Linked DNA regions of Mus musculus: all the other regions are linked to region 2. A link is a contact called in public HiChIP or PLAC-seq and promoter capture Hi-C data. All regions are on one chromosome and are shown on one strand. The core of a region is the stretch at or near the end of the contact, and the rest is flanking DNA. Distances in the headings are between cores, read along the strand shown.

Region 1 (3,414 bases), core at 91-2,590, 240 kb before region 2:
TCACTTTGGGTTAGAGGAAAGGAGCAAAACACAGAACCGTGTTGGTACTTAAGCTCCTCTCTGAGATAAGTGCTGATAGGTGGAAGGAATAACGCTCCCCGAAAGGTGCCCGGATGAGGGGATTTGCGGAGCCTGGACACCCTTGAGGCCCCCGCCTAGCAGACTTTGCCTCCTGAGGAAGTTGCACCTGTGGGTCATGTGTTTGGGATTTTCCTTTATGTTTTCTGGAAATTACAAGTCAAGCCTGACTTTCTGGTGGTTATCTTAATTAATTAAAATAGATCCCTCTCGTTATCTTCTCTCACTTATTCAGTACTGTTGCAGAGTAACTGTTGAGGGACATCAGTCTAGCAACCTAAGGAACTGAATTGTTACAGCTGCTCAGGACTGCCTGCCTTACCTGGCTTTGCGTCTGCTATCTGGACTGTGGCATGACAGGGTTAGAATGTGCTCCGCAGGACACAGAGCACCATCCCTACCAACCTTGCCTAACAGAGTAGCGCCATGCACAGGTACAAACTAGTAAACTCTCCACTGCAGAGGCTGACTAGGGACTGAGTTCCAGGACAGCCTAGGCTACATAGTAAGACCCAGTTGTAAGAGAAATCAAAATAATAAACACCACATGGGAATTCTTTATATATTTCAGATGTATTTTATTAAAAACAGTGCCAGCAACGTGGCTCAGTGGATAAAAATGTTTGTCATGCAACCTGACAACCTGAGTTGATCCCCAGATTCCACAGTAGAAGAAGATCCATCTTGAAAGTTGTCCTCTGACCCACACGTGAGCCCATAATCACATATACAGCTAATATATACACAATAGTAAATATTTTTACTGTTATGTAGGCCCTGGGACATGACACAGTTGCTAGAGTGTCTAAGAGCATGTGTGAAGCCCTGGGTTTAGTCCCCAGGACTGTGTAACACATACGTGGAGGAGCATGCTTCTTATCTCAGCATTTGGAGATAGAGACAGGAGACCCAGAGTTCAAAGCCTTCTTCTGCTATATAGTGAATCCAAGGCCAGTCTGAGTTTCACTCTTTAAAGAAATAAAATAAAATAAAATAAGCTTTTTTAAGTGCAATGGAGGTTAAAGTGAGAAACTGAGAAATATCTGGAATGGTTCTTCCATCAAAGAGCAGAGAATCTTACTAAAGTCCACTCTGGAATTGACACATAGGAAACAGAGCATGTGAAAGCAGAATTAATGTAGGCCTGGAATTTATCTCTGTGTGGTAGGGGATGTGGCTTCTGTGATCCACAGTGTCTGTGTGGCTAAATTATCAGCTTGCACTATTAGAACAGTGTTTACTAGAAAGTAGATCTCAGTGCAGAGAAGAAAGAGCTCCTAGGCAGAGATGCAAAAGGAAGACGGAAGACGATTCCTTCGGAAACTTAATCACAGTGGACCCCCACCTAGATAATTAAGGGGGAAATGAGAAAACTCTTCTGCAATTTTGTCTTTTTCAGATAAATTAGCAGGGTAATTGCCTTGACTCCCCTCTTCCCCCAGTGGGTGGAGACACAGCTGGCCTAGGTGTGGGAGCCAAGCCAACCTTGATCTGGATGAAGGGTGAATCACAGCAGGGCAAAAATTCATCTCTAGCCTCTACCCCTCCCCTCTTGCAATCTGTCTTCATAGAAGAACTCTGCTTTGGGGTTGGGATATAATTAAAGCTTATCAAATTACCCCGCCCATTTCCTTATACACAACTGCACTCTGTACTGTGTTTCTTACTAACTTACCCAGGTGCCTTCAAGTGTTTCTCTGCTACCATTTTAGGGCAAGTCTTTGGGAGACCGGGATCCTTCACTATCCCTGCTTTATTTCTGGTTAATCTCAGTCCTTCCCATCCTCTGTGTGACTCCGCTGTCGTCTGAGACTTTACTGTCTTCATTCACCCATTGGTTCAGCCAGCCTATGCGTTCCTTGAATACGTTGATTCATAGATTTGTGTTGAATGAGAGAGAGGGTGAGTGAATTTCTCCCCTTGGCTGTGGCAACCACGAGAGTTGGTGACAGATAGACAACAGGAGTTGGTGACAGATTGAAAACAAGGGGCATCTTAGAAGCCTATACCTTGTTATAAAATGTTAGTCCCACAGAGTTGAAGGTCACTGTGTTTTAAGCATGGCTCCCTCCAAAACTCAGATGCTGTCAACATGAGGGGAGGGGAGGAGACAACCGAGCAGGGTAGGCTCCTTTCTCAGAGTAAGACTGGATGCCTACAAAAGGCTTGGCAGGAAGTCATCTCTTCTCAGCCTTCCCTCTGTCCCAATCTGATGGCACAGCGTCTCCCCTTCAGAAGAAGCAGACCTCACCACACTGAACTAATGGGCATCTTTGATCTTGGCCTTCTGTGCTATAGAAAGGTGAGCAATCAATGTATGTTCTTTATAAACCACTCAGTCTCACGCACTTTGATATAGCAACGCAAACTAGTACTGAAGAAATTCAACAAACATGGCTGTGTGAGTCCTTCTCAACTGTGCTCTGAGACTGAATTCCATACAGTTCACTTACACGGAAAGAAAACTGTAGACAGGTTTACGTGGACCTAAAAGAGTTTGTGCTTATGTCTGGATACATAATTTTCTAAGCTGTTGTGATTGTCATTGTTTTTCCTAAACTAACTCCAGAATATTTACATATATCAAAAATAAGGTTTCCATGTTCAACATTACACAGTACTCATTCCAAATTTGCAAAATCAAGAATCTCTGTTGCTTGTGACAGATACGTGTGCATAATCTGTGGATTGACCACTACAGCACAGTTGTTACGTGATTTACCGCCATCAGTCTCCTCGCTACCTTTTTCACATACACTTCTCCCACTTTAGGGCTGGAGAACTAGCTCAGTGGTTAGTTAGAAGCACTCGATGCTCACACTGCAGACCCAGATTCAGATGCCAGCACCTGCAGGGTGCCTCGAAACCATCCCTAACTCCAGCTTCAGGGGAGGTGGTGGCCTTGGGTGGCCTCTGTGACTCCTGTGCTGTGTGGTGCACACACACGAGTGCAGACCCACTGTGCTGCGTGGTGCACACACACGAGTGCAGACCCACTGTGCTGCGTGGTGCACACACACGAGTGCAGACCCACTGTGCTGCGTGGTGCACACACACGAGTGCAGACCCACTGTGCTGCGTGGTGCACACACACGAGTGCAGACCCACTGTGCTGCGTGGTGCACACACACGAGTGCAGACCCACTGTGCTGTGTGGTGCACACACACGAGTGCAGACCCACTGTGCTGTGTGGTGCACACACACGAGTGCAGACCCACTGTGCTGTGTGGTGCACACACACGAATGCAGACCCACTGTGCTGTGTGGTGCACACACACGAGTGCAGACCCACATACAGATAAAAAGAAGCAATCTTCCAGAACAGGTTGCTGACC
Region 2 (3,568 bases), core at 652-3,151:
CTCTTGTCTCTGTCTCTCTTTCTACCTCCCCAAACCCCAAGCATAGAATGTGCACTCTACAGTTGAACTACATCCATAGCCTTTGGTTGCGATTTTGAAAGATACATAAGTTAATCTATATTGACTTTTGAGATGTGCTTTCTGTGAACACATCTTGTAGTATCCAAAGATCCAGAGCTAAATAGAAGCCGAGCACAGCACACAGTCAACGTATAGACTTCTCGGTGGTATGCAAACATCCAAATCCCTCAGCAGGACTACCAAGCACTAGATTCATAAGCTATTGTGGCATTTGGGAGACTTTTAAGTTTGTAATGATAACAGAGAGTCAACAGCTCTTCTTATACTTGCTGTGCTGTGCCAGTGACCACTGATGCTAATGTGGGACATTTCCTGCCAGCTATTCATTGATTAAAAAAAAAAAAAAGTCATATTTTCCAGAGACTGGGTAGGAGATAAGATGTCAAAAAGTAATAAGGACTGAAATGAGGGAGCAGAATACAAACGAACCCAAAAGAGAAAACATTACAGCGATGGTATTTTTTTTTCCTCCTGTATATGCAGATGGACAGGAAAATTATAGCAGTAATTGCAGTCTCCGTTTCACCAGAGACGTATGGCCTTGGGGAATCAGGAGATAGGAGGAAAAGCCAATGAAAATGCACGCTCATCAGGAGCTTTGGCCAAGGGCATTCACCCTCCCTGTGCCTTGGTTTCCTTAAAGGTTGAAAAGCATCATTTACTTATTTCAGTTACTTGGGAAGATGAATGAGAGAATGCCTCAGAAGCATCCAAACTGGTCAGGGAAAAAAAAAAAAAAGGTGCTTCGAGAATGCCAAGTTGTACTGTTATTATTGAACTGTGTTTCCTCTGGGATGAGTCATTTGCTGCAAAGCCATGGAGACAATTCCAAGAGTGATGATGAAGGACCAGGGGCAGTAAGGAGCAAGCATAGCGCTCTTTACTGGTGCAAGGGAGGTCTTACTAGCAGTGAACCCTTCCTTTGTTCAAAGGACAAGGGGGCCGGGGGTGCCAAGGCATTAAAAATACTATACAGCAACGTATTCATTCGAGTAGACTCTTGGAAATCTATAGGCGATTTGAATTCAGACTTTGCCATTTTTCACCATAACCCTGGGCACAATCACCTTTGTTCCTTTACGTTTCTTTGCCCCTCTCAGTGAAACGGAGACAATCATAGTTCGAAGGGATTTAAATGTCCACCACCCCAAGGACTCCGTAAAGTTAAGTTGCCCTTGTAATAAATGAGAGAGATTGGGAGCCTAGAAATTCACGTTGATAATCAAGTGCATCTTTTTTAAGAAAGGAAAAGGCAAGTTTTTATTTTCTAAACTATTATATGGCTCAGAAGCTTAGAAAGGAAAAAAAAAAAACCACCAGTAACAAAAAGACCTTAAGTCTGAATCAGTCCCATTTCAGTGGTCCGAGCTCACTCGCGGACCCTCCTTTATTTGGCACGCCACACACCAGAAAAGCCTTTCCCAAAAGCAGTTTTCCATTTCAACGCCCGGCGTCTCCCAGAGAAGCCCCGGGCTAGGCAGGCAGTAGCTGATTCAAAACCTCACAGGTTCGGAGCCCAGCCCTCCGGGCGGGCGCCGGCGGGACCCGACCCCGGAACCTTCGCGCGGCGCGGGCGGGGCACGGGGGAGGGCTTTGGCGGGGGCGCGGCGCCGCTTCGCCCAGCCTCCGAGCGAGCGAGCGAGCGAGCGCAGCGCGGGCCGGCGGCCGGCCGCGGAGGATGCCGAGGGGCGGCGACGCAGGCCGGACTCAGCCGGGGCGGCGGGGAGGGCGCCGCCCGAGGGGGTAGGGCGGCCGCGGGGGCGCGCTCGGGCCGGGCCGCGCGCCCTGCGCTCCTTTCGCTCGCTCGCTCGCTCGCTCGCTCGCGCCCTCCTTCCTCAGCGGCGGCGGCAGCACAAGGCGGCGGCGGCGGCGGCCGGGGAGCAGACATGGCGGCCGACCTGAACCTGGAGTGGATCTGCTCGCTGCCGCGCTCCTGGACGTACGGGATCACTAGGGGCGGCCGCGTCTTCTTCATCAAGTGAGCGGGCGGGGGAGGCGCCGCCGGGCGGCTGGGGGGAGCGGTGGGAGCGAGCGGGCCGGGGGCCCCCGTGGGTCGCCCCTCGCGCCGCTCAGCGCCTGTCCCTTCTCTTCCCTGCAGCGAGGAGGCCAAGAGCACCACCTGGCTACACCCGGTCACCGGCGAGGCCGTGGTCACCGGGCACCGGCGGCAGAGCACAGGTAGGGCCGGCCGGGGCTGCGGCTCCGGGCCACCTGGCGGGGTTGGAGGGGCTCCGGGCTCCGCGCGACTGAGTCCCGGGGCGCCTATTCTTCTCCGCCTTTTCATCAGCGCTTGGAGACGGCGCCCTCTTCCTGGCGCCCTGGTCCCCATCCTTTCCCGGACGCCCCCCGAGGATGGGCGACGCCCCTCTACCCCGGATCGCCCCCGTCTCCGCCTCCAGCACCCTTTAGGAAGTCCTCACCCGCTCCCCTTTGCTCCCCGCATCCCAGCACCCCTGCGGTGAGACGGTCCCGCATCCTCGCCCTGCTCCCCAGAGAACTGCTTTCTGCCAAGCAGCTTCCTCCTCCACCACCTCCTACTTCTCCTAAGTGGGACTGTGGGTAGGTGACTGATGGAAGAGTTAGGGGTGCTGCGGTGCCCCCCCACCATGTGATCCAAACACCGGTGAGTCCCCTCCTGCTACCCGAGTAGCCGCTGGAGTTAGGACGCTGGAGCGGGCGCCGCAGCCAGTGATCCCGGCTCAAAAGTCCCCGGTAGCCGCAGCCAAGCTCCACGTACCACCAGCAGGCGGTGGGCGAGCCAGGGCGGTCCCGCGTGGGGGGCCTTCGGGCCCCAGTTCCACGAGGAAATGCATCTCGGGTTGCTTTGATAGCTTTCTTGAATGTTTAGCATGAGTTGAGCTGGAGGAGGGCTTGTGGTGGTTTCAGTGCTGGTCTGGCTTTCTTTTGTCATTCTTTGTTTACATTCACCCAACTTGTTTGCCTGAAACGTAACGTGAGTTCTCATACTGGCCCGCCTCTATTCCGGGTGACTGCAAAGGCTTGAGAACAGTTGGGTCGAAGGTGAGGCCCAGTTCTGTCTCTCCCTCTGGGTACTTTTCTCGCCAGCTCCGAGGTTCTGAGGATCTCCTATTAAAGTTGCCAGAAGGGTGAACAAACCTGCCTTTTCTGCTAAACGCTGGAGTTCAGTGAAGTGACTAATAATGTGTCCAAATTTGCACAAGTGTGGAGGAGGAAAGGGAAGGCTGCTGTAGCAGGCATGATGAGGTTACATTTTTAGGGCATTTCTGACTAATAAACCGTCATGTTTCCTAACTCTCTGCACTCTTTAGCTTCAGCCTGTTTACTGTACGCATTTGCAACTTTGATAGCCTCGTTACCCTTGTGGATATGGGCACGTTTATTTCATGGAAGACAATATAGGGTTAAAAGAATTTAGCCCAAATGTTTTATGGCATTATCTCAGGCCTATTTTGATTACGTATGACACGAATGTCTTCGAATTACCCTCACAGATTAAAAAATAGCA
Region 3 (3,705 bases), core at 631-3,130, 160 kb before region 2:
TCTTCAAGAACAAGAACTTCACCGCACCTGTCCTGCTAAGTTAACCTTTCAAACTTGTTGAAACCCAGAATCATCTGGAAAGATATGGAAATTGTAAATGAGATTGGTCTGTGAGCATGTCTGAGGCAGACTGTCTTGACTATTAACCGATGTAGGAGAACCCAACCTTCTATGAGCAATACCATCCTCTGGTAGTTGGTCCTGAACTGTATACAAAACCTAACTCCATACAAGCTGACCTTATGGCCAGCTAGCAAGCATCGCCTTCCATGGTTCCTATGGAATTTCTTTGACTGTAAAGTGAGTTCCTTGGTCACGCAGTAGGCCTACCTTCAAGGTCCTGCCTTGAGTTTCTGCTTTGACTTTGCTCAGTGATGGACAGAATCCTGGAATTGTAAGCCAAATAACCCTTTCTCCCCCTACAGTTCGTCACAATCAAGTTATTTGTTACCACAACAAAAATGAAACTGGAACACCTTCTGTTCTATCTAAAAAGTACATTTTCCTAAAAGGTCGTTTTTCTTCCCATCGGGCCCTTCACCGAGCTCTCTCCTAAGAAATCATCTGCTCCCCAGGCACACAGTACCCCCACCCCACATCCTCACTACCTCCTCAGTCATTTTGCTGTGAAGATCTACATGCATATGGGAATAAAAAAATCTATTTTTCATCTTGCTGACCCATCTCTTTTCTGTTTAACTTGTGTGCTCCAAGACTAAAACTTAAGAAGATAGAATCCATGCTTTCAATGTGGTCTTGAGTGTTCTCCCACAGTGGTCCTGTATTGAAATTTAAGGCACATTGTGAAGTTTTTGAGAGAGGAAGCTTTCTGAGACAAGAAGTCCTAAATTTAAAGACAAGGATTAGAGGACAGAGGCTACAGGAGGTAAGGGATGAACCAACAGCTTTAGGCCAGACCAACAAAAGACCGTTTGATGTAGCTTGACACCTTGACTTAAATCCAGTCACAGTTGGCCACCAGGCAGCCATGCTCTGCTTACACATAAACAAGACTATTCAGCCCAGCTAACCCAGAAACAGCAGGCACTTCCTAAGCCCTGTTGTCTGTTCTTGTCACCAGCCAACACCTAGCTTTAGTCTTTGTAAGAGCAATGTAACCAATCCAGTGTTTTCCTTCCCAAATTTTCATTACAAATACACCCTTGGCTCTTAGTCTTATTCTCCCTGCTATCTAACCTCCTTGCTGTATTTATAAGAACTCAACCAAGACCTGCTCATTTTCTGACTGACATCCATTCAATAAATGTAAGTGTAATAGTTACAGTGTAGGCTCTAGAATTACCTAGGAGACAAACCTCTAAGCATGCCCCTGAAGGGATTTCTGAACTGGGTGAGTTGTGGTGGAATGATCCATCTTGAATGCTAGAGCCTCCACCCTATGAGCTGGAGTTTGGAACTGAGTTAAGAGGAGAGTGTGAACTGAGCACCTGAACTCACCTCTCTCTGCTTCCTGACTATGCACAAAGTCAAAGTCACCAGCCACCCGACCCTTCTGCTGCCTTTGAGGTTTTGAAAGCCTATGACATTCCCAGCTAGCTCCCCCTGCCTCCTGATTGTGGATCAGATGTAAGCTCGAAGCTTCTGCTTTCATATCATGCCTGCCTGAAGTCATGTTCCTGGTTAGGTCGTGGACTCTAACCCTCTGAAAGTGTAAGCAAGCCCCCTTAAATGCTTTCTTTTATAAATTGCTTTGGTCATTGTGTCTCTTCACAGCAGTAGAAGAGTAACGTAAGACACAACATTTTTTTTTCTGAGATTCAGTCACAGGAGTTTTGGGTTAACTCTGAAGGTACAAATTCGAATATAGGCTTTTTGCCTGGTTCCTGTCGTTTCTCCAGGAAACCAAGGCTTGCCTAATCCTGTTACCATGGAGAAAGATCAGTACCCAATAGTCCAAATAAAACTACTGCCTGACATGGAGAGAAGAGGGACCTAAAACATCTGCCTCTCAGACTTTTTGTTTTTCTGACCAGAACCAGCCCCTGGCAGCTGTTATTATGAGAGCCACCGCAGTTCAACCCTTTGCATGGAAATCTTGCTCTGGCTTATGGCTACCATCCCCTGAAATTCAGACTCCACATTTTCCCAAAGTCTTGCTTATTTGGCCTGTGATAAAATTTATATGGTACTTCTGCAGAATAGACCAGAGTGATCTCAGCCCACCTTGGGGCTTCTGCCTTTCTGACTTGATTTGTCCTTTTGAAATAGTTACTCTGAGGAGGCTGGGGGCATCAGACTCCCCAGGAACTGGAGCAACAATTCATCATCACCTCAACTGAGAACAGGAATGGAAGAGCAGGAAGTGCCCCTAACCACTGACTCATCCATTAGTTCCTGAAACAGAGGAGAAGAAGAAGAAGAAGAAGAAGAAGATGCTTTTGCAACAAAATAAAATAAAAAAAGCATTGAGTAAAAAAGCATTGAGTTCTCTCTTGGTCATGCAAGGTAACCAAATAATAGAACGCGATCCTGGAATCTCTGCTTTCATTCTGTATTTACCATCTGGACTTTGGCTCAAACTTCTGTTTGATTCTAATTCATCCTAGTCTAGCCCACCTGAGCTACCTCACCCTTCTTCAAGGTTGAAGGCACGAGTGTAAGTTTTCATCTTACACTTGTAGCTACTTCAGGTTCTAGGCAGAACAAAACCACCCTCCCAAGATGAGGACAATTTTCCTTGAGGTCTGGTTGTTCCCTGGACCAAAAGGGACCATCTGGTAAGAACAGACTGATCTCCTAAAGTAATGCCAGAGATTAAGAGCTGAAAATCTGCAGCAACCGGTGACCAGATAGAACCAGAGCCAAAGCAATGATGGGCCAATAATGAATGGGACCCGCCCTTGACCAGGACTGCTTAATTATGCACGGCTCTTCTATTTAAACCAATCCCATGTCAGTATCTGAAAGATGGGTGTCGGGGTCAGATGGCACACTGTTCTGAGCTACTCCATACTGTGTAAGACAGTGGCATCTAGGCTGTGTCTTGCTCTTTGGCTCCATTTGAACACAACTGCAGAGATTGGATGAGACTTTGCCTCACTGGGCACGAACGTACCTGTCCAACATCATCCAGGAGGCAATGGCTAATAACTTATTCCTAAAAGCAGAAGGGTAAGCCTTAAACAACATAGGCTGAAAACATCTGAGAAGATAGGTGCATTGATACCACATCAGAAAAGCCAGGGCTGGGACCTATGGGAAAAATACATGACTGTGGAGAGCTCAGCCACAAACGGAAGATCTATATCCTAGCCTTCTCCACAAGGCTTGGGGACCATCACAGAAGAGGGAGTAGAAAGAGTGTAAGAGCCATATGTCTGGGGGGGACCATAGTGATTCGTCTTTGGATGTGCCAGGATGCCACACAGCAGCTGCTGCTGTCTGCACAGAATGAAGTCCGAGAATATTCCAGAGTGGAGTGAGAAGGCGGTCCCCAGCCCTCACCACTAAATGCAGAACTGTGGACACCTGATGGCTTATGAGGAGGGAAAGTTAATTAAGAATGTGGCTCGTGGTGGGTCAGTCGCACCTCAATGGATGACCCCACACCCAGAGCATCCAGAGCACAAATTAAGAGTAAATGGATTCTTAAATTTTAAAGAAGAGGATGTGAAGTAGGGGGAAATAAAGAGTTGGAGGAGCGATTATAATTAAAAAATACTCTGTATGAAATTCTCGAAGATA
Region 4 (3,799 bases), core at 556-3,055, 210 kb before region 2:
GTTTGAACCTCAACTTCTTTCATAGCTCAAGCCTCACAATTTCTGAAGCAGTGTCAATATAGCATCTTTATGCTTTCTTTAGACTACTGCGTTACATATGTAAGGTGCTTCCTGGAGGAAAATGGAGCATCCTTAAAGTGCCTGGCCCACTCAAACCTCCTCTTCTATTGCCCATGCAAAGCACGGAGCTAAGATAGAAAGCTCTGCATTAATTTCAGTAAGTCAGAAGGGACTTGGCTCTAATCCTAGTGGGAGCTGCGTGCAAATCCCTGGACATCAAAATACCCTTGACTGGGTTGCCTTTTAATTTAGGAGTTTACTAGAGCCTACAGCTATACTGCTGGAGTCTGTGATAGTGTCAGATCCCATAAATGAAGTGTGGAAGACTTGGTTAGCAGCCTGGATAGAATGCCAAAGAATGCCCTCGGGATGTGGTAATTCGGAACTCAAGGTAACAGTCATTTCTTCAAGCCAGTAGTAAATCAGAGCCCTGTCATGGTGTCTGCAGGGCTGCAGTGTGCTCTGAGTTGTGCCATTGGTTCCTCGGGCTGTTTACACAGCTCTTTCCTCTGGCATATTCAGGGCAACTGCAAGGACAATAAGCTATAGCTGCCATGTCAAATTTGCTTGCAAACAAGACTGCCTGGCATGCTGCCACCACCCAGAGTTTCCTTCAGACCTCTTCCTGGTTGGCAAGAAGACCTAGAGATGGAACAGAGCAGAGTCCACAAGCATACACTCCTGGCTGAGGATCTATTGATAGTTGATGGCTTCTCCAGGAGGCAGTCAGTTGTCTTTACAAGTGTGGCCCCTGGCCCATCACCCAACTCCAGTGAATACCAATGAATAGTCACACACCCAAGGAAAAGAATATATATATATATATATATATATATATATATATATATATATATATAATTTGTATATATATATATATATAGTACAAATGAGACTCGTCAGGTTAGATACTTTTTAAAAAAGAGGAGATACCAAGATGGGAGCAGGCAAGAGGTGGATCTGGGGGGAGTTAGGGAGAGGGGTGAAGGTAAATATGAAAATACATTGTATGCATGTATGAGATTCTCAAGGAATTAACGAAATGTTACAGTATAGTATATTTTGTAAAGAGCCTAGAGAAAGAGGGATGACCATGAAGCTCACCCAACTCAGTTCTGGAGAGCTCGTGACAGGGATAACCGAGAAATGGATAACGGGGCACAGCTGTCTCCAGCTTCTGCCCGTGTGTTTCTCATCCTCTAAGAATGCGGAGCCAACTGTCAGTCCAGTGTTCTCAGTCAGTAGTGAGACGACACTCAGCGTGCTCTAGCCTGGCCATCCATCGCCGTGACAGGGTTGTCTCATGAGCACGTGGATGAGAAACACTCCCAAGCTCATAGCTGAGGGCCGCTACCATCTCACTGCCGCCACAGACAGGCGTACAAGCAAACCTTAAGAAAATGAAGGATCGCCAGGGATGACAGCCAGGAGAGACCATGCTCACAACTGCCTGTAATTCCAGCTGCAGGGGATCCAACATGCTTGTCCGGACTCCACGGGCACGCACATGCCCACACAGACACACAATTTAAAAATAAACAAATTAGTGGAGTTGTTGTGTTTTATAAAAAGATAGAGAGAAGGGATGTGTGTGGTGGAGGTATAGTCAGGTGTGGGGGAAGGGGGTGCCTTTCCAGGCCCTTGCTGAGGCATCCCTTCCTCCTGAGGGACCAGCCATACAATGGTATAGTATAGAATAGAGTTTATTCAGGGAATAGGGAGGGGAGGGGAGAGGGGAGTAGAGGCAGAGAAAGGCAAAGAGAGGGAGAGAGTAGAGAATAGAGGCTGGCCATCAGCATATTGGGGGAGGGGAATGGAGAGAGAGTACAGGAAAAGAAAGCAAGAGAGTGAGAAGGGGGCAAGCAGCCCCTTTTACAGTGAGTCAGGCACACCTGGCTGTTGCCAGGTAACTGCGGAGGCAGGGCCTAGACTGAAAGCCAGCAGGAATTAACCTGCCTCACCTCCAACATTTAAATAGTGAAGACACCTAGAGAAAATGGCTCCTTCAGCAAGGACTGTTGGCAACCACAGCATTTTTCTTCCCCTTTACTTGGGAATGAGGTTAGTTAGTCCCCATTGCCTTACGCTAAAAAAGAAAAATTTCCATGGGGACACTAAAAATCTGCCTTAAAAAATATAAACTGCTTGCTCATTCCTACCATGAGACAATTTTTTTAAAAAATTATAGGAATGAAAGAACAGGTGAACATAGGCCAATTTCCTGTTGCTATGGCAAAGCTCCTGAGATGGAGGGCTATATATGGTAGCCTTAGCAGTTTGTCTGGGTTCTGTACGGAGCCCAAACACCATCGTTCTAGCACTCTCATGTGGATCCCTCAGTGCGCCACCAAACAGCTGAGAAGTGGAAAGGAGCCTGCTGCGCAGATAGTGAGTCAAACAGTCAGCGTAGCTTTACCTTCTAACAAACCACTCTTCTCACCCCAAGTTTTCTATTAGCACATGTTCATTACACATGTTAACGAATTTCATTGGAACATCTTCATCTGTGTATATAATGTGTTCTGATCATATTCGCAGTCCTGATTGCCTTCTTGTTCCCTCCCACTGGCTCTCTTCCTCACTAAGCCTCACTGTGTTCTCATGCGAGTTGTGTGCATGTGTGTCTACATGTGTGTGTGCATGTGTGTGCCTGTGTGTGTGTGCACACGTGCATGTGTACACCCTTGTGTGTACCCATGTGTGTGCATGCATGTGTGTGTATCGGTGCACATGCATGTGTGTTCATGTTCGCATGTGTGTGTATACCAGGATATATAACTGGAGTTACCTATACTAGTGCAAGCGAGAAGTCATTTATAGGACCATGGTACCTAACTGAAGAACATGCCTTGCCCACCTCTAGCAACTGTTTACAAATCCCAGAAGGAGCAGGACCTAGAGAGCCCCTCTTCCTCCAAGACAGGAGTGGACAAGCCCATCCTTGTGTAGGTAGTCTGCACTTTAATGAATTTAAGAGCAGAGCAGTGGTGCCAGGCCCTTACGTGGGGGTGGGGAGGAACACCTCTACCCCTCTGTTTTGCTCTTTTTCTGGATTGTCTTCTGTGATACTCCCTGAGCCTGGGAGGGAGGAACAACCCATTTTTGAAAGCCTTTATTCACTCTCTATCTTAGGTTTCTATCGACCTGATGAAACACCTTGACCAAAAGCAACTTTGTGAGGAAAGAACTTATTTGGCTTACACTTCCCCATCACAGTTAATCACTAAGAGAAAGTCAAGGCCAGAGCCTGGAGGCAGGAACTGATGTAGAGGAACACTGCTTACTGGCTTGCTCAACCTGCTTTCTTACAGCACCCAGGAGCACCAGCCCCGGGTGGGGTGGGGGGGGGGTCTCCTGGGCTCTCTGGGATCATTCATCAATGCAGAAAATGCACCACCACAGGCTTGCACACAGGCCGGTCTTGTCAGGGCGTTTTTCTCAGCTGAGTTTCCCCGTTCCAAAATGGCTCTGGCTGGTGTCAAGTTAACATAAAACTAGACAGTCCACAAGACCAACTTTAACCAAGACCCAGTAGGCCCCCTACCTCCTAAAGGTCCCGCCCCTTCTCTGAACTACCACACTAGGAGCCAAACCTCCAGTCCAAACCTTTGTGAGACACACCACATTCAAACTACAGCAGTGGAATGAACTGTTTCACTGTTGGTGGGGAAGATGGACGGCTCTACAGTAAATCTGAGGTCATCTTGAAAAGATTTGTCTCAGGTCCATCAGAGACGCCAAA
Region 5 (3,414 bases), core at 115-2,614, 190 kb before region 2:
TAGAAATAGAGAGACTCATTCCGCCTTTGAGTCTACCCAGAAACTGTTAAAGACTTCATGATGCTGAAGAGTTTGACTGTAATCTGTATGCGTGTGTGGTGTATATGCATATGTGTACACAGGTGTGTGTGACACACACACAGAGGAAGATGTTGTGTTACCTACTCTATCATTTTTTGCTTTAACCCCTTGAGTTAGTCTCTCACTGAACCTGGAACTCAGCTGGCAGCCAGCAAGCCCCTGATTCTGTTCCCTCTCCCTCTGCACTGGGGTCACAGGTGCACTGGCACGTACCCAGCCTTTTTACATTGGCTCTGGGAATCTGAACTCAGCTGCTCAAATGCATTATGGGATCTTCCCAGCTGAACCATCTCCCCAGCCCTACAAATGGTATCAGGAACAACTTGCTTCAAACTGCATCTTGTTTTCTGCAAAAACTGGAGAGGTGTGACCACTGTGAACTCTTCAGAGAGCACACATTTTAAAAATACTTTGCATACACGGCTGTTGCTATTATCACTCTGGTCAAAGCTGTGCTTTTCCTATTACAGTGCAGTGTACACCATACCTGTTGCGAGGATTTAACGCCTCTAACCCTCAGGAAGGCAAATCTGTGATTAACTCTTCACCTTTGCATTCACAGACAAAAGGATGTGATGTCTCTTGGAGCCACAAATTAAAAGACAACGTTTTAATCCCTAACCTGTAAGGGCTATGGTGGTTTCCCTGCTAAATGCTTAATGCTAATCAATTTAGGGATTATTAACTTATTAGCGGATAATTTTTGTTGGGTTTTAAAGGACAGCAATGATGAAAGTGAAATTCACAGCTAATCCCACCACCCATAAATAAGCACTCGCTTACGTTTGATCAGCACAGGGCTCTGTAACCCTGGCTGCTCGCTGCCTGTCAACTGGGTTCGCTCATCAAATGCATAAATACAAATCCAATACCCTTTGTTTGCCTCTCACATATCCTAAACGTGGCAGCTTAATTACTTCTCTCCAATTTGCTAAAGAGTAAACCAAGGACAGAGAAAGGACATGTCTCATTGCCTTAGCATCCCTTGGGAGGTAGTACAGAGCACTGTCCGACTGGCATACTTAGATAAAACTTCAAACCACCAAAATCTCCTTGGGAGCTAGAAAGACAACGTCTCATTCAAACCAACACGTGCGTATGAAAATAAAATATTAGCTCGAGCCGCTGTTAAGCACAGCACAGAGATAATTAGTGTAATGGAAAAGTCTGTTTCAGCCTGGAGATTTTGTTTTTTTCTTTTTCAAGTTTGTGGCATTGTTTGTTTCAGAGGCACTGGTAGCACGCCTGAAATATTTTCCTAGCTTTGCTGAAGCACTCAGCCTTTGGGCGAGCTGGCCAGGTTCCTAGAAAGGCGTTTCCTGTGTGTTTACTAGGCGCTGTAGGCCCTGTAGGTCCTGGGCCATCTCTCAGGATCTGCGCTCCTCCACTCAGTGGCTTCGGAGCCTCTCGCTGCTGTGGCTTTTCTCGATTGGTGAGGAACTCATGCCTCAGAAAGGCATCTGCTGTTACATCTCCTATTTGCAGAAGCCATGCGTGTTCCCTGATGATCTTCTGTTTAATCCAGTAATCCTTCTTATCTCCCTGCTTCCACATGGCCTTCCTCCTTGTTAAGACCCCATCTCTTTATCTAACTTTTAATATCCATGTGTTCAGGATGTCTGGGAGGAAAACAGCAAGCAACTCTTCCTATACCTATTTTTTAGCCTATGTGCCCTTTTTTTTTTTTTTCTGGATATGTGAAAATGTTGATGTATGTGTGTATATGTGTGTGTGTGTGTGTGTGTGTGGAGTTTGTGATGGAAAAACAATAAGTACTAAGCATCTGTTCATGACTTTAAAGATTTATTTTTAATTTCATGCATGGGGGAGGGGTACGCATACTTGAATGCAGGTGCCCTAGGAGTCCAGAATGGACGGGTCATTCCTTGAAGTTGGAGTGATAGATGGTTGTGAGCCACCCAATGTGTGTGCTGGAAAGTGAACTCAGGTCCTGTACAAAAGCAGAACACACTCTTAACTGCTGAGCCAGTTCCCCAGCCCTGTATCTGTTCACTATTAAAATTATAAAATAGCATTATAATTTAAAAAGTTACCAAAACAATGACATGATAGAAAATAAATGATAAATGGATAGATGATAGGTACATAGAGATAGATAGATGATAGATAGATTGATAGATAGATAGATAGACAGAATAAATAGACAGATATAGAAAATTAGAATTTGCCTAAAATGAACTTAACTCACCAGCTATATAAACACCCAAAAATACTGTGCTCAAATGTGATGTGAGAAAGCTTTTTGCTTCTAATACCCCTCTGTGGAGGATCCAACAGAACATCCTTACACAGGACAAATGAAGTTTGGAACACCGTGCTGTGTAAAATATTGCTAAGTCCATAGAAACTGGAATGACTCCCAAGGATGTCCTTTCTTTAAACTGACTTGGCAGGATTGGAGACAGATATCCAGAGCAGAGTTCCTGGAGTTTCTGTGTGAAAATTGAGCCTTAGCCAGCCTTAGACCAACAGAGCCTCAGGAAAAGCCCAACCAGTCATGGCAGTTTGTGGCTCTCCAACCTAATGGTTTGCTAGCAGAGATGGGAACGAGAGATGACATATCATCTGCACAATGATTCTCCAGTTTTAAACTTGGTCACAAAGACCATCTACCAACCCATACTGTGCCCCAGCCCCTCAGCTCTTAATGTGGAGCCATCTTGAAATGCCCTCCAGGGTTCTGTGAAGCAGCAGCTGAAAGCTACCCATAGGACTCTGCTGGCCCACCTCTGCAAACCAACCAGGTAGCCATAGCCACCTTCTCATGACCCCAGCAAACACCAAGAGAGCTTCCCCTAAGTGGCTTAGCTCTCGGAAGCTGACAGAATCAGAAAAGTGGCCCCCATGGTTCTGGAAATAAATCCACACACTTGCATACAAAGGCAGCAAGAATGCAGTGATATCCATACACAGCAGAAAGGACCTAGGTCCTTCCTCTCACTGTTGAACGGCTCAGAATGAATCAAAGAATTAAACCAAAGCTGCTTGAAGAAAATACAGTGCAAATGTTTCAGAACATTACCCTGGGCAAACGTATCTTGGCTTGATCCCAAAAGCAAAACCCGGCAAATGGGATTCCCTAAAAATCCACACAACCAAGGAAACGATTAACAACTGAAGAGACAACATACAGAATGAGAGAAAAATATTTGAAAACTCTTTACCCATTAGGGGACTAATAGCCAGAGCATAAAGGGAACACAACTTCGACTGTGAATGTAACTCAGTGAAGGGCTGTGTGTGTGTGTGTGTGTGTCCCTGGATTCAACACCCCAAAGAAAAGAATCAAGTGGGCAAACGACCTGTGCAGAC

What was found. Promoter capture Hi-C pulls out the DNA fragments that hold promoters and counts their contacts. HiChIP or PLAC-seq counts read pairs in DNA pulled down with a chosen protein or histone mark.
Region 1: an H3K4me3 HiChIP or PLAC-seq map of intestinal crypt epithelium shows a contact between it and region 2, with 6 read pairs. The contact joins the enhancer-like site here to the promoter of Plekha5 in region 2. A contact is called at or near these places in 4 of 39 promoter capture datasets (embryonic stem cells, liver and trophoblast stem cells), 6 of 484 Hi-C or Micro-C datasets (the N1E-115 cell line, epidermal suprabasal cells, liver and 2 more), 13 of 115 datasets of contacts at active chromatin or transcription factors (the SCID.adh cell line, craniofacial prominence, embryonic forebrain and 9 more) and 2 of 9 other capture datasets (adipose tissue and pancreatic islet).
Region 3: a promoter capture Hi-C map of liver shows a contact between it and region 2. The contact joins the enhancer-like site here to the promoter of Plekha5 in region 2. A contact is called at or near these places in 13 of 39 promoter capture datasets (embryonic stem cells, frontonasal cranial neural crest, hippocampal neurons and 3 more), 1 of 15 datasets of contacts at CTCF or cohesin (embryonic stem cells), 19 of 484 Hi-C or Micro-C datasets (cortical neurons, embryonic stem cells, extraembryonic ectoderm and 6 more), 14 of 115 datasets of contacts at active chromatin or transcription factors (the SCID.adh cell line, embryonic forebrain, embryonic limb bud and 4 more) and 1 of 9 other capture datasets (embryonic stem cells).
Region 4: a contact with region 2 is called in an H3K4me3 HiChIP or PLAC-seq map of embryonic stem cells, with 47 read pairs. The contact joins the enhancer-like site here to the promoter of Plekha5 in region 2. A contact is called at or near these places in 6 of 39 promoter capture datasets (hippocampal neurons, liver, maxillary cranial neural crest and 2 more), 12 of 484 Hi-C or Micro-C datasets (cerebral cortex, cortical neurons, embryonic stem cells and 6 more), 17 of 115 datasets of contacts at active chromatin or transcription factors (craniofacial prominence, embryonic forebrain, embryonic limb bud and 7 more) and 2 of 9 other capture datasets (adipose tissue and embryonic stem cells).
Region 5: a promoter capture Hi-C map of liver shows a contact between it and region 2. The contact joins the enhancer-like site here to the promoter of Plekha5 in region 2. A contact is called at or near these places in 4 of 39 promoter capture datasets (embryonic stem cells, hippocampal neurons and liver), 3 of 484 Hi-C or Micro-C datasets (liver, nephron progenitors and uterus), 8 of 115 datasets of contacts at active chromatin or transcription factors (the SCID.adh cell line, embryonic stem cells, fetal liver and 3 more) and 1 of 9 other capture datasets (embryonic stem cells).

Annotation. Positions count from the first base shown.
Region 1 is chr6:140,178,516-140,181,929 of GRCm38.p6, forward strand. No RefSeq gene overlaps it. Among named protein-coding and RNA genes, the nearest start is that of Gm30056, 79 kb to the left of the region's middle. Within about 2 kb of position 1,341, at least 8 of the 459 cell types and tissues checked have an H3K27ac peak or open chromatin away from gene starts, as enhancers often do. A contact at or near this core is called in the N1E-115 cell line and intestinal crypt epithelium, where this site is marked.
Region 2 is chr6:140,422,198-140,425,765 of GRCm38.p6, forward strand. Plekha5 (pleckstrin homology domain containing, family A member 5) reads left to right here and starts at 1,902. Exons shown (of 31, transcript NM_144920.3): 1 at 1,902-2,059; 2 at 2,180-2,259. The coding sequence starts at 1,968.
Region 3 is chr6:140,263,126-140,266,830 of GRCm38.p6, forward strand. No RefSeq gene overlaps it. Among named protein-coding and RNA genes, the nearest start is that of Gm38917, 21 kb to the right of the region's middle. Within about 2 kb of position 1,881, at least 10 of the 459 cell types and tissues checked have an H3K27ac peak or open chromatin away from gene starts, as enhancers often do. A contact at or near this core is called in liver and stem cell-derived epiblast-like cells, where this site is marked.
Region 4 is chr6:140,207,971-140,211,769 of GRCm38.p6, forward strand. No RefSeq gene overlaps it. Among named protein-coding and RNA genes, the nearest start is that of Gm38917, 76 kb to the right of the region's middle. Within about 2 kb of position 1,806, at least 23 of the 459 cell types and tissues checked have an H3K27ac peak or open chromatin away from gene starts, as enhancers often do. A contact at or near this core is called in cortical neurons, embryonic stem cells, hippocampal neurons and 2 more, where this site is marked.
Region 5 is chr6:140,228,042-140,231,455 of GRCm38.p6, forward strand. No RefSeq gene overlaps it. Among named protein-coding and RNA genes, the nearest start is that of Gm38917, 56 kb to the right of the region's middle. Within about 2 kb of position 1,365, at least 15 of the 459 cell types and tissues checked have an H3K27ac peak or open chromatin away from gene starts, as enhancers often do. A contact at or near this core is called in liver and uterus, where this site is marked.